4 separate regions of the Mus musculus genome follow, and regions 1, 2 and 4 are each linked to region 3. A link is a contact called in public Hi-C data. All regions are on one chromosome and are shown on one strand. Each heading gives the region's core, a stretch centred on a gene start, on an enhancer-like site or on the middle of the called end of the contact. The rest is flanking DNA. Distances are from core to core; before and after follow the strand shown.

What was found. Hi-C and Micro-C count contacts between places; a contact is called where the count stands out from the background.
Region 1: a Hi-C map of the N1E-115 cell line shows a contact between it and region 3, with 5 times the contacts expected there. The contact joins two enhancer-like sites. A contact is called at or near these places in 1 of 484 Hi-C or Micro-C datasets (the N1E-115 cell line) and 1 of 115 datasets of contacts at active chromatin or transcription factors (embryonic basal ganglia).
Region 2: a Hi-C map of the N1E-115 cell line shows a contact between it and region 3, with 6 times the contacts expected there. The contact joins two enhancer-like sites. A contact is called at or near these places in 1 of 484 Hi-C or Micro-C datasets (the N1E-115 cell line), 3 of 115 datasets of contacts at active chromatin or transcription factors (embryonic basal ganglia, embryonic hindbrain and embryonic midbrain) and 1 of 9 other capture datasets (embryonic stem cells).
Region 4: a Hi-C map of the N1E-115 cell line shows a contact between it and region 3, with 5 times the contacts expected there. The contact joins two enhancer-like sites. A contact is called at or near these places in 1 of 484 Hi-C or Micro-C datasets (the N1E-115 cell line), 2 of 115 datasets of contacts at active chromatin or transcription factors (differentiating embryonic stem cells and embryonic stem cells) and 1 of 9 other capture datasets (embryonic trunk).

The regions. Positions count from the first base shown.
Region 1 is chr8:107,978,302-107,981,910 of GRCm38.p6, forward strand. No RefSeq gene overlaps it. Among named protein-coding and RNA genes, the nearest start is that of Gm39242, 150 kb to the left of the region's middle. Within about 2 kb of position 2,335, at least 28 of the 459 cell types and tissues checked have an H3K27ac peak or open chromatin away from gene starts, as enhancers often do. A contact at or near this core is called in the N1E-115 cell line, where this site is marked.
Region 2 is chr8:107,941,293-107,944,771 of GRCm38.p6, forward strand. No RefSeq gene overlaps it. Among named protein-coding and RNA genes, the nearest start is that of Gm39242, 110 kb to the left of the region's middle. Within about 2 kb of position 1,754, at least 25 of the 459 cell types and tissues checked have an H3K27ac peak or open chromatin away from gene starts, as enhancers often do. A contact at or near this core is called in the N1E-115 cell line, where this site is marked.
Region 3 is chr8:108,434,428-108,437,956 of GRCm38.p6, forward strand. It overlaps a transcript of Zfhx3 not described here. Among named protein-coding and RNA genes, the nearest start is that of Gm39243, 36 kb to the right of the region's middle. Within about 2 kb of position 1,639, at least 1 of the 459 cell types and tissues checked has an H3K27ac peak or open chromatin away from gene starts, as enhancers often do. A contact at or near this core is called in the N1E-115 cell line, where this site is marked.
Region 4 is chr8:108,025,891-108,029,605 of GRCm38.p6, forward strand. No RefSeq gene overlaps it. Among named protein-coding and RNA genes, the nearest start is that of Gm39242, 190 kb to the left of the region's middle. Within about 2 kb of position 1,806, at least 36 of the 459 cell types and tissues checked have an H3K27ac peak or open chromatin away from gene starts, as enhancers often do. A contact at or near this core is called in the N1E-115 cell line, where this site is marked.

The sequences.
Region 1 (3,609 bases), core at 1,085-3,584, 460 kb before region 3:
CTAGTGTTTCTGGGCTCTGTGGAGTGGGAGGGCAGGCTGATCAAGACCTATCAGGAACTGCTGAAGAGTGGGTGTGTACCTGATTGGGGCCTGATAGTGTCAATCATTCCTAATACTGTCTGGAAACTGCACTCTTGTTAATTGGTAAATAAAGTATTCACAGATGCTACTGACATTTGGAAATGGGTTTCTCTAAATCTGTTAGTAATCAGATGCTGGCTTATTTTGGCATAAAAATTTATTTTTGGTGTGTGAATGTTTGCGTGTGTGTGTGTGTGTGTGTGTGTGTGTGTGGTGTGTATGCTGAGAGTATATATCTCTGTGTGCCTGTGTGTTTGTGTGTGTGTCTCTGTGTGTTTGTGTGTATGAGTGTTGTGTGGGAGTGTCTGTGTGTTTGTGTGTGTGTCTGTGTGTATATGAGTGTTGTGTGGGAGTGTCTGTGTGTGTGAGTGTGTGTCTTTGTGAGTGACTGTGTGCCTGTGTGAGTGACTGTGTGTCTGTGTTTGTATTTGCGTGTATGAGTGTGTGTCTTGTGTGTGTGTGTGTGTGTGTGTGTGTGTATGAGTGTATCTGTCTGTCCTATGTGAGTGTGTATGTCTGTGTGTGTATGTGTGAGTGTCTGTGAGTGTGTCTCTGTGTGTGTGTGTACATGAACAAAAGGTGTCATCTTCTATTACTTTAAACCCGTTTCTCTTGAGATAGGGTCAAAAGACTCTGGAGTTTACAGTTTCTGCTGGCTGATGGCCAGAAGCCCCAGCAATCCTCCTGCCTCTGCACACACAGTGCTGATTTTATGTAAAGCGAATTCATCGCCCGCTTATCTTCTCATAGGTGCTGGAGGTTGAACTCAGGTCCTCACACTGTGCATCAAGCATTCTATGGCTCCGCATAATCCCTCTGGTGCTAGGAGTATATTTTAAGTGTGAATTAGAAAAGAAAAACAAAACCAGAATAAAACTGAGACGACAGACAGCTCAGGGAGCAAAAGACTTCCTGCTACGAGCATGAGAACCTGAATTCCTTGGCCCAGAACTCTCACAAAAAGCAGTGAGCTTGTTTAGTGTGCCTGGAATCCCAGCGCTGGGGAGGGAGACACAGTGGATCCCGGGGCTCTCTGGCCAGCCAGTCTCGTGACCGAGGAAGACTCTTCATGTTGACCCTCCGGCTGCCACATACAGGTGCGCAGATGTCCATGTGCCCCGATACCCAAGCGCATAGAAACACACAGACGTATACACATACACAAACCACATCTGCATCCGCAAAGGTATGCAAGCAAGTGTGTGGGTTTGTTCTCAGAGTGGAGTCCTCTGCTAATCATGTCCTTGTTCCAAATTTTCTAAGAAAGCATTTCTTTCTTGCCAACACGAGATGGAGGGTGTTACTTAGAGGAAAATATCTTAGGAAACCTTGGGATGTCTGGATATTACATTTTCCCCAGAAGTGAGACTACTTCTTTCTCATGATCTCCTTTTCCTTATCAAGATAGGTATTTTATATAACATACTCTCTTAGAGAACACACAAAATAAAAGTAAACTGTAGTCTTGCCACCTATATTTCGTCACAGTTAACTTTAAAGATTGTATCATTCTCCTTCTGCCCATATGTATAGATATGTGCACCCAGTTATGCACACACACACTCATGTACATGTACACACACAACACAAACACACACAGATATACAGACACAGACATACACACACACACACACAAATACACCTTAGTTTCAGTCTATGTAACCACCATGAAAATTCAAGATCGTGTTGGAAATATTTGCCCATGCCATTAAATACCTTTACAGTAGGATTTTTATTGGCACTATTGTGTAGATGGATGATAATTTATTTAACAGATTTCCATGTTATTAGGCATTTATTTTCTCCCCAAATTCTTAATGTCTCAAACAGCTCCATGATAGATGGCCCTGAACATAAATTCCATAAGTGGTTTTTAATGCAGGACTGTTTTATATGTATGGAAAATCTTGCCCCCAAGCTTCCCCTCCCCCACATTTTTTAATGCTTTCCCCCCCCCCCATGCGCTCTGACTTCTCTGGGCTTTTATTTTTCCATTTCAAAAATTTTTTCAGCGTGATGATGAAATGTTTTACCCACCCAGGTTATTTATGAAGTTCAGTTTAGTTCTATGCTCTAGTAAATTCTCAGCTCTTTTACATTTTCTAGAGATGAATAAATCCGAGCGCTTCATTTTTTGACCTATAAATTTGCATTCATTTTAAGGTATAGATGAGAAAGGTGAAGAAATTCAAGACTCAAGGGGAGATTAGCTGCTTGTTTCAAGTTGTCTACGCTGTTCTTCCTCCTTTGCAAAGATCGACACAGCGTTGGTGGCTCTGCCATCTGCTCCTGTGGCCACCCACCTGCCACACCCTTGCTGTATGTGACTCAGCGAAGTTGGCTTCCTCTTTGAGAGTTCAGAAGGTCCACTGAATGTGACCCCCCAGCCCGGAAGGCTGGAGAAGCAAATCATGGGCCTGGCATATTTCAATGCAAGTAAATTACATTCTGTCAGCCTCATTGCCTTGAATTTCACGGCAAATGTGGGACATTGAACGGCTGGCATTTGACAATCAAGAGAGAGGGAGAGAGAGAGACAGAAGAAAAAAACAAACGCTAACGCCTTATTAATGCAAACAATCTCCGATCCAAATGGCTGTGGGCGAGGAGGGGCTGCTATTTCCATGGAGGCAACTGCTGTTTTTCTTTCTGTTGATGCTAATTTCTCAGAAAAATTTAAGGTACTTTGTGTTTCTAGTTTTTGTTCCACATTGGATTTGAAACATGTGTGCCTTCCCTGGGGGTGGGAAACCACATTTGGTTTTTTTTGGGGGGGGGGGGTTCTAGTAATTAAGGGATTCAGGGGGGGCTGCTTCTATTTACTAGCCTCTGTGTGTCGTAGCTTGCCCAGTAACCTCAAGAGTCTGCATCTTGGTGCATCTTTAGCTGCAGCAGGCAGATGGCTTCTCTGTGGTCAAACTCCCGGGGGGGGGACACAAAAGAAACAAACCTCCCCACCCCCCCAAACCAACTCATTGAAAAAGCCAGGTACCAAAACATCGCAGCGGCATTTCAATGTTGTAGACAAGGGAGAGGTCTTGTCTTGACGTCTAATAGTATGAGAATTTCTTGGTTTTGACATGTATGTGCACACATGCTATGGCCCGTGTGTGGTCAAGAGGGCCAGTTTCAGGAGACAACTCTCTGCTTCTGCTGTGGGTTCCAGTCACTGAACTAAGGGATTCAGACTCGGAGACAAGTGTCCTTACTTGTTGAGTCCCCTTACCTACTCCCTCCACTAGGCAGCTGCCTCTAATTTTCTGTGCAGCCAAGGGAGGCTTCCCTGATCTTTTTTGATCCTGTTTCTACCTCCTGGGTGCTAGAATTACAGGTGCAAGCTATCCTGTCTCATTTGTGCAGTGTCGGGAATCAAACTCAGGGCTTCCTGGGGTCTAGGGCAGCAACTCCACCCATGAAGCTCCACCCCTCAGTTCCTACTACCCTTTCCTGAAGACACAAAGCTTGACCTACCCATTCATGTAATGGTAAAAACAGAACCCAAAACAGGTCTACAACTGTAATATAAAA
Region 2 (3,479 bases), core at 504-3,003, 490 kb before region 3:
GCACAGGACTTACACATTCACCAAGGTAGTATTTGCCCCCTGCTTCCCTGCTCCAGCTTAACACTGTCTATGGCGTTTAAGTTTTTGACTGATGCAGCAAACCAGTTTTCAAACACCCCCTCCCACCACCACCCCCAAGCCAGTTTTCAGAATCACAATCCTGTTAAAGGTTCCTCGGACAGCTGATGTCTCCCTGCCCCCCGCCCCCCCCACCCCGGTTGAAATGAACTGGTTGAGAGATAGGACTCAACTCCCCCACCATTCAAATGTTTTGAAAATTTTTTATTCCTTTCACTTGAATAGAGCAGTACTTAATTTCCTGGAATCAGCTTCCGTTCCTCAGTGCTGTGTGTCGCTGTCCTCCAAGGCAGGTTCTTTGGAGGGACGGTAGCATCTCACCAGAGCTAATAAAGTCAATTAGGGTAATGCTATACAGTGGGCCACTAGAAAATCAGATGCGTCTGCCTTGGTCCTCTGTTTTCAGATCATACCAATCTTGCTCTTCATAAAGAATATATAGAGAAAGGGCTTTTATTATTAGTGCGTAGATATATATTAAATTGCAATCTCTCTCTCCCCCCTCTCCTTTCCCCCTCTCTCCTCAACCCCCCCCCACTTCTCTCATTTCTTTTTAGTTATTGAGAGAGAGAGAGAGAGAGAGAGAGAGAGAGAGAGAGAGAGAGAGAGAGAGAGAACTTGGGAAAAAAATCTGCGGACATGTTCACACGTTTTCATTACCAGAAATGTACCGCTGAAAACTGATCAAAGCTGGGAAAATCACGGCGGCGGCTGAAGCCCCCATCTCCAGCCTGTCTGTTATTATTACCCAGGTATTACCACAAATGTGATTCAGCAAATAAAGCCCCTGGCTGCCTGGCTCCCTCTGCAATCAGCAAGCCAAGTGGATCTGCCATGGGGTTTCCTGAAGGGACTCCTAATTGTCTTGCATGTGTTTGTCTCCCAATCTGAATATTCCTGGCATCCGGGAGACTAGTGGGAAATGTACAGATGTCTCCAAGTACACATGGAGTCCCTATATGTTTTTGCCTTTGTCAGTCACCGTATGCGAGAGAGATGTTTTAAAGCACAGAGCCCAGGTTCTCCTTTGTAAGGCATTAAGCTATGACCCTCCTCCTCTCTTCCCGCCCCCCAGTAGCCCTGGACTTCAAGATGCCTCCTTGACTGGAGCCTAACATGGAGTTGTCTTTTTTATTTTTTATTTTTTTAAACCCAGTCACAACACAGAGAGAGGAGGAGGAGGAGGAAGAGAGAGAGAGAGAGAGAGAGAGAGAGAGAGAGAGAGAGAGAGAGAGAGAGAGAGAGAGAGAGCCTGAAGGATGGGTCTCAAAAATTGTAAAGGAGCCACAGGGAACCCCCTTTGCGAGCTACAGAAAGCAGGCTAGCTGAGGTAAGGTAGATGTGAAAGTCTTTCTTTTCTTTTTTCTTTTCTTCCCTCTCTCTGTCTCTTGCTGGTGTGTCTCCCTCTCTGCCTTCTCCCTCCCTCTTCCTAAGCGCCCCCCCTCCCCTTTCCCTATGTATTCGTGTGTTCTTCTCTCAGTAGCTTGTCTCTCTTTGGATCTGGGAGGGTGGCTGGGGTGGGGGGAGCCACCTAACTTCTTCCCCGCTTAAGCAGTCTGAGAATGGAACTCATGTGAATATGTAAATAGGACTCCTGGCCGCGTTGCCGACACGTGTATGTGTTGTATCTTCCCCCCCACCTCCCTGTCTCAGCGTCTGATCTTCAACAGATTGCTGTTGTTTCCTCTGATCGCGAGCACAGCGTGCTGGAAAGAGAGATGGGGTGGGGGGGGGGGGAGGTGGAGATTGGAGGGAGTGTGTTGTGGGGCTGGGAGGGAGGAAATCATGACAAGATTGCTGTGACTTTTTTATATTAATGTGTGGCTTTTTTCCCTAGCTCATTTGCATGTCAAAGTGGCGGAGGTATGAGGGCACAGATTAGTATGGAGATGACATAATGATGTAATGAATTAAATGTGATCACTTCTCCCAAGCTGGGGGTGAGGTGGGGGTGGTGGTGGGGAGGACAGCGAGGTGGGGAGGGGGAAGCTAGTGTCAGACAGCCAGGGTGAGCCAGCAAGAGGGGAGAACTGCTTCTGATCTGCACCGTGGTTGATTGATGTCACCGGCTCGCGGAATGCATCTTTTTATTGTGATGATGATGATGGTGATGGTGCTGATTGAGATGATTACACTTATCGTTAGTGTGAAATTTGAATTTTAAGTGGTCAGTGCCAGATCTGCACCCCCAGCCCCCCCCCCCCCCCCGCCCAGTGCACATGATTATTTGGTCCATCAGTGCAAACCCTTCACTGTCAAAATCTAACACCACTCTAGCCTCCGCTTTTATTTAAAAAAAAAAAAAAAAAAAAGAGGACGGTGCAACCTCCAGGAAAGAGAAGATGACTAATTTGTGATATCACACAGAAGGCTGGATTACAAGGCCTTTTCATGGGGCTTCAGTTCTGGTTTTGAGTAAGCAGAAAAGAAAAAAAAAAGAAAGAAAGAAAGAAAGAAAGAAAGAAAGAAAGAAAGAAAGAAAGAAAGAGAGAGAAAAGAAAAAACAGGAGGGGAAAGGAGATTTAAAACATTTTTATTATGAGAAGAGAAAGACAGAGACAGAGGCAGGAGAGAGAGAGAGAGAGAGAGAGAGAGAGAGAGAGAGAGAGAGAGAATCTTTCACTATATCGGTAGGGTGGCCAAGGTTTTCACCATTGACAGTAAGGAAAATGCAATTTCATCTCAGGCGTACAGCGTTATCTCTCTTTAATAACAAAACCAAACTAGGCTGATTGCGAACAAAGCAAATCCCCAGCCAACCCAGTGTGAGAAGCAGCAGAAATCGGGACATTTACCGTCCTCCTTTAGCCTGTTTTATACGCAACACCTGAAAATGTGCATACAGCAGTTGCAAATGGGAGGAAGGGGGAGGCTCTCTCCTCTCCCCTTAAAAATGTGTGTATAATTAAAAAGGAAATGAAGAAGAATATACATATAAACTCCAAAGATTTTTTTTTTTTTTTTAGAGTTGGAGCTTTATTTTTGGTCAAATTCATCCTGTGAGCCAGCAAGTTTTCTTTGACTCCTTCTAGTATCCTGCTCCTTGGGATTTCCTAAGGTATAGAAAATCGGTATAGCAACTTGGAACTAATTGTCCTTGTTGCAATAGCCCGGATGGTATGAAGGGGCACTTAGGAATTCACAGACGTCACTAACATTAATTTATTGAAAAAGAAAATCCAAAGCAACTCCATTAGTTGTTTTTCCCCCCTCCCTTGTTATTGTTAAGGGCTTTAAATGGATTTCCTAATTGGATAATTTTATTCACAAAGAATAATACACAGATGGAAAACAAGCCCGGACGCTGGGATGGGGGCGGAGTTGGCAGGCAGAAAGAAGGAGAATCGTCAGCGCGAAGCAGCAGGGTCAAGTTCATGGAGACCCTTCTCAGAAGTTATGCT
Region 3 (3,529 bases), core at 389-2,888:
TTAAACAATAATGTCTTATTTTCCTCTTGGCCATCTCTCTTTGTCTTTTGTCCTCAACCTCTTTCTTCCTTGCTTATTCCTCCAGCTTCTCCCACCACCTCTACTCTCTTGTATGCAAACTGGCTATGCTAATAACATCCCTGTCATGTTGTCAACTAAGCACCTTCCTCGATTCCCCCACACACCTGGGCAGGATGGCTGAGTAGCCTTGAGTTGTCTCAAGGCCTCGAGTTCTATGATCTCAGCCCTGCTCTTTGACCTTATGTGGTTGAGTGTCCTGAGATAAGAGTGTCATTACACATACCAATACAAGGAGTGTACTTAAAATGCTATGTGAACCATCATCTTTATAATACGTGGCTGTTCTCCTGGGCCCCCTAGAAATAACAGCACTTGTTGAAATCAGCACCTATCACTTGAACCAAGCTGGGTACTGGTTTAACCCTAGGGAGTAAGTAAACGGATGTGGGTCCTACCTTGGTTTTCCTGACTCTAGCCATAGAAGCAAACCAAAATGCCTTTAGCCCTCACTAAGATAGACCCCCGTGGTGAGTTTTTCAAGTTTGATTAAGATAAGAATATTTTCCTTGTCTTTCACAATCAAGTTCTGGGCAAAGCTTCCAGCAAGTTAATGAGAATTGAACAGCGTTTCATGAGAATTTAAAGAATCGATGTCCTGATAGCTACAGCTGCCATGACCTCCTGGCCATAGCTATGTAGATTCTGTCTGGAATGAGGTCAGAGCAGGCAGGGATGTCCCTTCTGGGATCTGCTCTAAGACTCACCATCAGCAGCTCCCCAGCCCAGACCAAGGTTTCTAGAACATCAGTATTGTTTGGGTGTACCTGTGAGTTAGGCACAGGCACCTTGAGCTAGGCAACTAGAGGAAGTCTGGGCTTGGTAGCATCTCTGGTTGATAAGAAAGCTAAGGATGTCACAACAGGTGAGGTCCCAGATAAAGACTGAGGGTGGCTGATTCTGTCCAATGTCCCTATACTGCACGACAGTGACTGATCTTGCCCCTTACCACTTCTCATCATGCTGGGCATGGTTCCAAACACTTGCCAAGCATGCACTTGGTTTAGCCCAAAACATCCCAATGCCACAGACACAGTTGTTACTGCGTGGCTTAGATGAAGAAATACAGGAAGAGGGGCAATATTAATGCAGACTTCTCCCTGCTCTTTGCTATCCATTTCCTCATTACAGAGCACTACCACGCAACTATCCTCATAGTTTCTGAGTGGTATTCTACACAGTGTAATATGCCAGGCACCAAGCATGCTTTAGACCTCAACTCTTTCAAAAAGGATGTCTATAAGTCATCACTGGGAGAAAGATGTAATTTCTCGGGGCTGACAGACTGATAAGTAGAATAGGAATCATGGGTCTTTTGAGCTCACTGTGGTCCATCCAGAGAGGAAGGATTTCATTTGGATAGCAGGCCTCCCAGCATTGAGGGTCACAAGAGTTTGGAAGGATGAGCTGGAAGTTGAAACGGCATGCCCTGCTTGACTAACCAGGACCTGTACCACACTATGTGGTAACAGTCTTAAGAAGAGATACACTATGCTAGGTCAGCACCCTTAGCCTGCCCTTGGCTGGCCTGACACCCACAGCTACCTGGAATGGCACTGACAAGGAACTTTGGAGAAGGGAAGAGGGATCCACAAGGATGCTGTGTGAAAGTATCCCATTTGACTCCTTAGTGTAAGTTTAATGTGCCTATCAAACAGCCAGGACTTGCTATTTCTTGACAAAAGAGACTGATGTCACCACAGCATCTCATGAGCAAGATGCCCACTTAGGATTAAGTAGCACAAAGTCCCCCACTGCCATCTGACTGATTTAGGAAGGGGGGGATGGCTGCTGAGAGAGAAGAGGGTTCCCCAGCGGTGCTTAGAGAGGGCCCCTTGGTGCGGCCACAGCTCTCCTGAGCTGACCAGCGGCGTTTAAATGCAAGGGCTGCTGTGAGCTGACTCGCTGCAGGATAATTACGTTAGGGACCAATACGGCCTGTTGAAAATCAATTCCGTGGGACCAGTGTGTTTGTTCGGAAAGCCACTCAGCCAATTCAGGAGTATATTAGGCAGCAGGCCCAGTGCAGTGACCTCTTCCGGATTGGGGTTGACACTTGAACGAAGGCGTTTGTCCAGTTAAAGGACAGTACTAGCAGCAGGCTCTTATCTCCCATAAATTGGATTACTCAGATCTGCTTGTTCTCTTTAAAGATAGTGACTCTTGGGCTTTTCCCCTCTCTTTCCATCTGTCTGAGATGGTTACCTAGTGATTACTGTCTAACGTGCCATCCTTATGTATTTCTGGACAGTGTCTGTCACCAGTGTGACTTCTCTTTCCTGAATGGGTGGACAAGGTTACCGGAGCTGGGCACCTCCACTTGTCAGGTCTCTGGTTGGCCTGGGGAATGGATTTCGATCCTGGTGCCCAGGCCTGTGCATTCGCTTCCGAAGCATGCAGTCAGAAACTCTGTGACATGCTTTTCAGTGATCAGTAGGCAAGTCCTGTGATATCCCATACTTCCCGTCAGACAGGTGAGTTAACTCCCTAGTGGCTTCCCCTAGCTTAGAACCCTAAGCCTGCTCACTATGCAAGCAATGTCTCTTGAGTAGGAAATGCATCTGTGCATGACAACTGTCTCCAGCCCTCCAGAGCATCAAAGTCCTGCAGAAGGCTGGAGAAGTAATCACTACTGAGAGTAACCCCCTCACGCCCCCCCATGGAAAGCCCAGGAAATCCTGTCTTCAACACCTCTCCTGGTGGAGTCTTCCCTCCCCAGACCTGCCGTACTAGCACAGGGTTGTAAGGGGTGTCACCAAGACAGAGCCAAGTCTGGGAAAACGTGTGTCTCCTCCTAAAAGGATCCAGGAAAGACTTATGGCTGCAATTACAGGTTCTTTTAATGACACATAAAATTAACTGCTCCACATATCCATTCACTCTGACAGCCAAGGATTTCTCTGCGGTAAAAGGAGGGCCACGCGCACTGTCAGCGAGTCACACGTCCGTATCCCAAACCCTGTCAACCAATTAGACTTCGAGAGCAAGCCGCACCATTTTCTAATGAAGCTATAATCAGGCTGCTCCCTCACCCAGAAAGAGCAGATAGTCTTGTCCAGAATGGAGAAGGTAATCGCCAGGGGAAAAGGCCTGAATAAATCAGAGGTGATTTCAGCCTGGCTCACTATAGGTCCGTTATAATTGGAAAGTGGCTGATGCAGACCCAGCCTCCCCCTCAAACTGCATCACTTGGGAGAAAGTGCCTTGCCGCATCAGGAAAGCAACATGGCTTCCCAAACAAATGGCTACGGGGGCAGCAATTGTGGGTGTCCGTGCTTGGGGATGCACTGAAATATAAGGAGAAGAGGTGGAAGCAAAGAGGAAAGAAGGGGATACAGGAATAACCCAGAGAGAGGGAGGGAGGGAAGGAGAGGAGAGAGGGCGGGGGAGAAGAGAGAGGGTGTCTCTATTGATTGACTGGGACGGTGGCTCACCTATGTTACAGCATGTG
Region 4 (3,715 bases), core at 556-3,055, 410 kb before region 3:
GAACCCTGGGTGTGGTTGTTGAGGTACAGTAGTGACAACCTACCGATGCTTATGACCTAATGGTGCTTCTGTGACAGAAGGAAAATTTACTGACACACTGCTGTGTGGACAGCAGTGCCATGTAACCTTTTAGCATTTGGGGGTTCTTATTGCATCTGCCTGGGTTATCTGGCTCCCAACCTTCCCATTGAAGAAAAGAAAAAAAAAAAAGAATTTAGAAGTCTGGCATTGGGCTGGTGAGATGGCTCAGTGGGTAAGAGCACCCGAAGGTCCAGAGTTCAAATCCCAGCAACCACATGGTGGCTCACAACCATCTGTAATGAGATCTATATCAGTGAGCAACTGTGGAGAGCTGTGCTGAGAGGGCCCTGTGATAGCCTCGTGGGCTGTTCCAGAATGTTCTCTGTTCCATTCAGCGATCTATCCACACCCTCCTACAATTTGAGTTCCTCATCGAGCCTCATCCGAATTTAGTTTTCCTAGAGTCTGATGGAAGACTGGAGCCACCCAGTTGAATCACTTTCTTGGGGCCTTTGACCTAAAGAGATTACATTTCATTGGGTAGGTAGGTGAGCACTATATGATCAGCCTGCCGTCACAGGACAAAAATCATATTTTTATGTGATGTTGCTGCGTTAAAAGGGCCAATCTTGTGTCATGTAACATGTGAATAATGGCCATAGCTTGTGATGTCAAAATTTTCCACGCGCCTCATAAATAAATCTAGCCACACCCCCATCCCCCGCCCCCCCACCCCCACCCCCCAGCCACTACCCCAAGGCTCTCCAGTTTGGAACCTCGGTTTGCATCACAGATTAAGCATGCTTTTGGAGTCAAGGTTAAAGGTACAGTATCCGCTTTCAAAAGCCACATGTCAGTGTCTGCTGAAGATAATAAATAACATTGGGAACAGGCTCCCACTTGCCAAGGCTCCCCCTCCTCTTCTTTCTCCCTGTTCCTCTCTTTCTCTCTAACTTTGCCAAAGGTCTGATCCCTTTGGGGGTGGGGGGAAACCAACAAAGATGCTATATTTAGGCCAAGATTTGATGATATGTTCTTTAAAAAAAAAATTACTTAAGATCCCTTGGGGGGGTGGGGGAAACATCACACAGCCACCTTATCCAGTGGTCCTCAAGAGTGAAGAAGCCAGACAGCATGACAACTACAATTAGTATTTCCTCAGAGCCCAGCGCTGTGGTTTTAGTCACCAGAACTGTGCTTTTATTTCGGCCATTTGGTCTGCATGGGAACCTGAAATACGAAACCTGAAATATGGACATACGGACGGCCTTTGCTGAGGAGTGGCTGGCTGCTCTGTCCTTGTACTAGAGTGACCAGCCCAAGTAGCTTCAGCAATTAGTTCCCATCCCTGGGTCTCATTCCCTGGGCCTTGCTTTGGAGAGAGAAGTAAAGGCACGGAGGAGATTTTCTGCAAATTCCACATTTGCCAGGCTACCCCCTTGCCTCCAAGAAAGAATTTGTTGTTGTTGTTGTTTTTCCAGTTCACAGTGAATGAGGAGAACCAGGGCATAGAGGGCAGGAGTTTGGCTGAACATCCCTGGAAGCTCAGCTTCCACCCTCACCCCGTCCCCACCCCTGCCCCCACCCCCTCAGCTGCACCCCTCCGTCTCTCGCTTCCCCTTCGCACTTCACAGACAAAGGCAGCATCTTCTCAGATAATGCCGCGTGTGTCAGAAGTGAACATTCTGGGAATGTGCGGGTCACCTGGTCTGTGTAACAGACGCCAACCCCAAACCATACAGAAGTCGCTACATCTGTTTTGGCTTTGTTCGCAGCGCCGAGGGGCGGGGGGTGCACTCCATGGTCAAGGGCCAAACTACATGTCATATTTCATTACCTTCATTAGCTACTACACAGAGGGCTGCATTCACAGGAAAGGTTGGCATTAACTCTTGAGCCGCCAGCCTTTTCCAAGGCGGGCTTTCGCCTTCATCCACGGTCCACAGTTCTCCATCCCTCCGTGCTGTGGGCGCTGATTGAACTAAACTGTAAATCAGCCTGTAGCGCCACGATTTCGCCCTTTTAACTTAAAGGAGGCGAGCTACTGTTTTCTCCTAGGTAGCTACTTCCAGGCTGGCGGAACATCTGGATCCCATTAGGGGGAATGCTAGTGTAAACCCAGTGGGGGAAAGGCATATTTAGAATTAATAAAACTTTCTTCTCTGAGTTTGTCCACAGTTGTCCTTTTCTTTTTCCACCGCACATTACTCCTGTGATTTAGGGGGACCAGCTCCTTTTTCCATTTCAGTGTTGAGATAAGATCACGTTTATTGCCGCCCAGATATTTCCGTGGGATTTTTCTTGGCGTGCTTATTGAGATGGCACTGTGCTCACATGGTCACCCCCTGTTCTCCTCCAGGAAAGAGAAGCCTTCCCCCCCCCCATATTGATGTTACATTTCTTGAGGCCCCCTTTAATGGCCTGAAATAAAGGTGGGTACATAGATAGAGCAGATCTTGAGTATCTATGGCTATGAAAGCCATCTGCTTTTGTGATGCCGGTGGGATATATCACGATGCCACTCAAAATCACCTGCAGGCAGCACATGCTATTATTTAATATTATGAAGAATGGCCCATTGGCCGACATAGGTCAGCACACACCTGGATGGTGGTATTAGGGAGCCTGGAATTTTGGTTTTTTTTTTATGTGGGCCCTGCCACTGATTTATCGCCTGGCATTTGTCCATCTGTAAACGAGATGGTTTGCAAGCTAAATGCATGCTGATCACATTACCAGGGTTCTGGGAGCTCCAGTGACTGCCTGCCTGGTGCTTTGAAAGCCTCCCCCGCCCTCCCAAGCGCCCCCCTCTCCCGCCACTAAAGACAATGATTTAGAATCTCACACTGTTTAGAGCACCTACCTACTCTTTTGTTCTCACTAACTGGTACTTGCAAGATGCGAGCAAGGCGTTCCCAAGCATGATCTGCACACCACCAGAGTGGGCTTTGTTGAAAGTATGAATCCCCAGGAAGGGAAGATCGCTCAGTGAGTAAGAATACTTGCTGTCTGAGCATGAGGGCCTTAGTTTAGATATCCAGCATTTGTGTAAGAAGCTGGGATATGGCTACACATGCCTCTAACCTTAGTGCTGGTGTGTGTGTGCCCATGCGCTTGTCTACACACAGAAGGTTCATTTCTGGGGCTTGGCAGTCAGTAAGCCAACACAGTTGAAAGTGGCAATCTACAGGTTCAGTGACAGATACCAGCTAAGGAGAATAAGGTAGAAGATCATAGAGGAAGATATCCACATATGCATACACACAAAAAATGTTTTAATTTAGGAAAACATATTTTAAAAGGGATGTAAATTCTCTGCCTATGTCAAACTTAAGGGGCCAGAAGATCTGTGAATGGAACAGTGCTAAAACTTTCTGGGTTTGAGAACTACCAGCCAATACACTTGGCCTCAAGTTCAGAAATCCTTCAGGCTCAGTTGAAAATACTCATAAGCATGGAAGATTAGCTCCAAAAGATCCTTTCTGGAAGCCGCTCTATTCCTGTGGGGATCATGGGTCACCTTCAGCACCGTCTCTCAGAAGAAGTTGATGCAAAATCTCTTTCCCAGTTTGCAAAGGAAAGTCACAATTTCTGTGGCACATTGTTGGTGTGTAACACTTGCCAAGTCAACTTGTAGATCACTGGTTGTATGTTCTTCTCTTGAGTGAGGTTTAACACTCCAGGAAACAAACTT